Regions from separate parts of the Rattus norvegicus genome. Here region 1 is linked to region 2. Evidence: chromatin contacts called from public Hi-C data. All regions are on one chromosome and are shown on one strand. The core of a region is the stretch at or near the end of the contact, and the rest is flanking DNA. Distances in the headings are between cores, read along the strand shown. Region 1 overlaps Epc1 (enhancer of polycomb homolog 1). Region 2 overlaps Epc1 (enhancer of polycomb homolog 1).

Region 1 (2,700 bases), core at 164-2,663, 34 kb after region 2:
GAACTGAAGCCTCAAGTCAAGCAAAAAAGCAATGTGGTGATAGAAAGAACTCTTTGCTGCAAAGCCACGAGGATGGAGCCAGGTTCTATGCTCACAGTCCGACCCGTGTCTTCCCTGTCCTGTCTGATAATAGAAACAAATGGTTATGCCAGTCATACTTATGGATCTGCACTGTAAGTGACAGGAGTGTAGTGATGAAGCCTAGTCGTTAAGAAACTTGTCTCATAGCAATCACATGGCAAAACCAGCATCTTGATAGAACTTGGAAGTGCAATAGGAACAAACACAGCCTTGGGCTAGACTGGCTAGCAATGCATGAATAAGTTAACCAACCTAGTCAGAAATAATAGACATTAAAATCCACTGCTAATGGTAGCTGGAGCTCAGACTCCTGTAGTAAAAGACTGTAGCAACCAATTTATATAAAACAGAAGCGTCAGCAGCAATTGTGGCAGCCTGTGACTCTCAGTCGCATAATGTACAACCAAGGAAGGGACCATTAGTAAACTCAGCAGGGGAATGGTCGAGAAATGCTTTAACAATGGAAATAAAGAAGACCCTGAAGCCTTCAGAAGTACAGAGAAACAGGCCAGATGACAAAAGCCCAGAGCATCTGTCCTCGTTAGCATTTCTCTGCTGTGATGAAACACCAGAAGCAAGTTGGGGAGCAGAGAGTTTCTTTGGCGTATACTTTCCCATCATAGAGTCTATCGCTGAAGAAAGTCAGGACGGGGCATGTGGAAGCAAAAGCTGATGCACGACAGAGTGCTGCTTATTGGCTTACTCCTCATGGCTGGCTCAGTCTGCTTCCTTTTTTTGAAAAAATAAGAAAGACAAACCCCAGGACCACCAGCTCACGAACAGTCCCATCCACAGTGGTCTGGGTCCTCTCCTACTAATAAAGTGCCTTACAGCTAGATCTTAAGGAAGCATTTTCTCAACTGAGGTCCCTCCTTTCAGATATCTCTAGCTTGTGTCAAGTTGACATAAAACTAGCCAGCACAGCATCACACATCACTTCAAAACCAGCAGCAACAGTTTTCCTGTCTTCAAAGAACTGACTTCTGAATAGAGGAGGCAGCAACTAGAATTTTGGAAAGCTTAGTTAGGAACTTTACAGCTGAGTGAGACGTAGTCTCTTAAACTAGGGAAGTGGCATAGCAGTGGGAATGACAATAACCATTTTTAAAAGTGTATTAGCATTCTTTGTATGATGTGTGTGTACGTGGGTGGCTCCTTCCATTTTCCTATGGGTTCTGGCGATTGCATGCAGGTCATCAGGCACTCGTGGCAAGCACTTGTGCCTGCTAGAACATTAGGAATTTTTAGGAAGTTCCTTTAGACACATGGTATTGGCAATGTTTGTTAGCCTGGCAGACTCGTCCAATTAAATCCTCGACTTCTTGCCAGACTAACCTTTCCACTGGGACTTACCAAAGCTGAACATGTACACTCAGTGAAAGGGTGGTTTAACACCAGTCTGTTTAGCTGAGTAAGAAAGAGCTCATGTCAAGACATCTCTAATAAAGTCTAGTAATTCTCTTTATAAAACTGTGCCATGTGCCTATAACTCCAGCACTGAGGACGGTAAGGCTGGGAAGACCAGAGAGTTCATGGCCCGCCAGGGTTACAAAGTTTGACCATGTACAAACAGAACCAAACAAAGGCTATGGGACAAACACATCAAATGAAAGTGTATTTACAAAGCTGATTCTTTAATATTTCCTGATATACAGGAGAAAAAAAACCTTTTATTTTAGTGCAAATGTATTACAAGGAAAACTTCACAAAAGTCAGGAAACTTAAACAAATTTCTCAGTGTGTGTCCCACTGCCAGGTGGCAGATGGGAGCGTTACTGCAGGTAGCAAAAGCATTTGCCATCAATCTTTATTTCCAGATCAAAGAGATAAAAATGGATGCAAAAATTTTTAATTCAAGTAGGAAATTAATTTTGAGAATTAGAGCAACGTGACTTTTCAGGAACTTCAACTTGGCTTATTTTCATTATGGAAGGAACATAACTGCTGTAAACTAAAATAATTACTTCTCATCTTTAAAACTGGGAGTTTAAGAACAGACCTCTATGTAATTTATCACCTGAGTTTTAAGCACTATGAGGGATAAGCCATGTGTGCAGACAGCATAGTATCAGCATCGCATTCTGAGAACACATTTTCAAAAGTGCAAGTTGGCACACTGAACACAGGACTTCACAGGTTATACTTCAAGAGAGTTCATGACACTCTCATGTCCTCCATATAACCCATATCTTATATTTTTGGTTGTGAGCCTAGCCTTTAACGGCTGAGCCATCTCTCCAGCCCATAACCCATATCTTAAAGTCTACTTTTAGTTTTACTCTCAAAACGCCAATGATAGGTGTCATTTAGAATATGATGTTGGTGAATGCTTAAGTTCCCCAGAACTTTTTTTGTTTGTTTTTGTTTTTGAGATAGGGTTGAAACCCTATGTGGCTTTGGTTGCCCCAGAACTCACTTTGTAAAAGAGGTTGGTCTTGAACTCACAGAACTCCACCTGCCTCTGCCTCCTGAGTGCTGGGACTAGAGGTATGAGCTACCACACCTGGCTCCCAAAACTATTTAAACATTCATTTAAGAAACATTTGTTACCTTAATATTAAGTTCTTTCTTTTTTTTTTTTTCGGAGCAGAGGACAGAACCCAGGGCCTTGCGCTTGCC
Region 2 (2,700 bases), core at 21-2,520:
CAAGTTCATCACTGCAGCGTTTGACTCTCACACTGTATGCGCACAGCACACGGAGCAGAGCACGGCGTGCACGCAGCAGCCACAGGACAATTCCCAAGAGTTGCTTTTCTCCTTCCACCAGGTGAGTCCTGGGGACAGAACTCAGGCTGTCACCTTGGTGGCAACCGCTTCTTCCCACTGAGTCATCTTGTTGGCTCTGGTTCTTTTAGCCTCAAAGCTCAATGTTGGACAAAGTTCTTTTTTTCAAATTGTCTTTCAACCAAAACTTTTCTGTGCTTTGCAGTTCCTTCTCTCCTCCACTCCATGTATGAAATATTCTATTTCAGACCCCAGAACCACATCCTGACAAACTGAGGCCATGAGCAGCAAAGTTAAGTGGTCACTGCAGTAGTTAACGTAAGGTTTTCCCCAGAACTCAGCGACTTTGGTTGTAGTCTCCTGAACCAATCCTGAGTGTGTACACACAAGTATACTTGTCCTTTCTTGGGATTCTACTCTGTGATAACTCAGGTGCTAAGAAGCTTGGGGAGATAAGAACCCACACGGGCCTGTAGGGACTACGCAGTGTAGTGTGTGAGGACGTTGGGAGTGCAAAGGGAACATGTAGACAGCTCTGCTAAGCATAGCAAGCTGGAGCTTCTAGACTCTGTTCACAAGAAGGGCCTCAGTTTAAACTCTGACTCCAATGTCTAAAAAGCATGCTGGTGCAAGGAAAGCAGAAGCGCGTTACCTTCCACCGCGCCCGACCCGTCTTCGTGCAAATCCAAGACACCTCTGGGGTACGGTGAGAGTAGTTAAGCAATATCTATATCGCACATCCCCCAGGCCTCCATCTTTAGGGCTAGTCCAGGGCCAGTTGCCAGTTTGGTCTAAATGAGGCTAAAAAAAAAATCCAAATTATTGTATTTTGTCAGTCTGTCTGCTGTTTGTTGTTTACAGAAAGTCTGACACTTACAGCATAGTACTGACAGCCTGCTTTCCTACGGAAAGCGAAAGGGCCATCAGGGTCATTCTCTTCCTCAGCTTCTGAAGAGCCAGACAAAACCTTGAAATAAAGCAACGAGAGGTCAAACATGCGGGTTCTATGTTCCTCTTCTGTGTGCAGAGAGCTGGTCTTCTGTTTACCTGTGACAGAGGCTCTTCATCTGAGCTGGGGAAGTCGTACTGGTTTAAGTCTTTAGCACTGAAGCCTGGCAGTGCAGCAGGACTTGGCTGCTGGGGTGCGGCAGCAGACGACGGTAAGACTTTGGGCTTCTTTTCATATTTGCGCTTCGGCCGAATAAGATCAGCCTTATCTTGCTGCAACACAGACACGAGTCGGTCACACAGCGAAAGCACACCCCACAACTGCAACCTCTTAACAGCTTGAGTTAATTATTACTTGGGGAGCCAAGTGCTTGAACTATTAAAAGAGGCTCAGGCAACCCTCTGGTGGCCCCCCTACCCTCAGAGGGTCAGTCTCAGTTTCCCCTAATAATCTACATTTGCTCTGTTCAAAACAAACATTTGCTTAAAAGACTTAAAAGTGTATGTGTATGTGCAGGTGTCTTCAAAAGCCAGAGACTGTCAGACCCCCTGGAACTGGAATTACAGAACTGTATGCCATCTCACGTAGGTGCTGGCAACTCAACTGCACCCAGGTCCTCTGCAGGAACAATGGGCACTCCTAACTGCTCACCCAGCTCTCCAGCCAGACAACAAAACAGTTTGAATGAAAATTTAAATAAGAAAATGTTCAAAACAGCAGGCCTATTCCACTAATGACTCTGTCTTGACTTAGAAGGATTTAAGGTAAACCAGAACCACATGCATGGCTCATGTCTCTGGAACATACAGACGAACAATGAATGTTGTACAATTAGAATCCGAGTTAAATCCCAAAATATAAAAATCAAAGTAACACCTTTGAAGTGATTTGTAAGGCCATATATTTCAGACAGGTGGACAATAGACTTCAATATAAAAACAAGGAAAACTGTACTATGCAGGACTGGAAATTATGAGCACACAAGTATTTGGAACATGGCCTTTAGCATTTTTTTTTTTTTTTTTTTTTTTTTTGGCAGAGGTAATTGGATAGAGGTGTTTCACTGAGTAGCCTTGGCTAGCCTGAAACTCACTATGTAGACCAGGCTGTGTCTCAACCTCAAGAGATCTGCCAGGCACAGCTTCTGCTGGGATTAATAGCCACCATTTGTGATTACCAAAGAGAATACTTCTATTTATCTGTTCAACAGTTCAATACTTCAAAACCAACATGTTTGAAATAGTCTTGGTCAGTGCTCTGATAGGGAAAAAGTCTATGCTGCAGAAACCACCATTCCAAATGGTACGGTAAATTATACACCAAATTATAAAAAAAAAAAAAAATCACAGACACAAAATATTAAACAGAACAGGTTAGATAATAAATGATTAGCAGATCACATTATTTCCTCAATTGAAATGGAATGCTAAGTCTGAGTTAAATGATACATGTTAGGTCACAAGTATATGAAAACCTTCCCTGCTAAGGTGCATTTATCAGAAAGGCACACTGCCGGCTCTCTCTTATTCCCCTGGTTTTCTCCTTACTAATTTTATTTCCCCCTCACCAATTTTACTCTTCACAAATTAGGACATATCAACTTGTCAAAGTATTTCCACTTCTGCCCACGTTACCAGCCGTTGACAAGACCCGCCTGACACTGACACACAGAT

What was found. Hi-C and Micro-C count contacts between places; a contact is called where the count stands out from the background.
Region 1: a contact with region 2 is called in a Hi-C map of liver, with 3 times the contacts expected there. The contact joins two enhancer-like sites. A contact is called at or near these places in 9 of 12 Hi-C or Micro-C datasets (the A7r5 cell line, frontal cortex, hepatocytes and 4 more).

Annotation. Positions count from the first base shown.
Region 1 is chr17:59,244,953-59,247,652 of GRCr8, forward strand. All of the region lies in intron 1 of Epc1 (enhancer of polycomb homolog 1), which reads right to left. Among named protein-coding and RNA genes, the nearest start is that of Epc1, 43 kb to the right of the region's middle. Within about 2 kb of position 1,414, at least 1 of the 93 cell types and tissues checked has an H3K27ac peak or open chromatin away from gene starts, as enhancers often do. A contact at or near this core is called in liver, where this site is marked.
Region 2 is chr17:59,211,566-59,214,265 of GRCr8, forward strand. It overlaps Epc1 (enhancer of polycomb homolog 1), which reads right to left. Exons shown (of 14, transcript NM_001309462.1): 7 at 1,126-1,299; 8 at 956-1,045; 9 at 731-879. Among named protein-coding and RNA genes, the nearest start is that of Epc1, 77 kb to the right of the region's middle. Within about 2 kb of position 1,271, at least 1 of the 93 cell types and tissues checked has an H3K27ac peak or open chromatin away from gene starts, as enhancers often do. A contact at or near this core is called in liver, where this site is marked.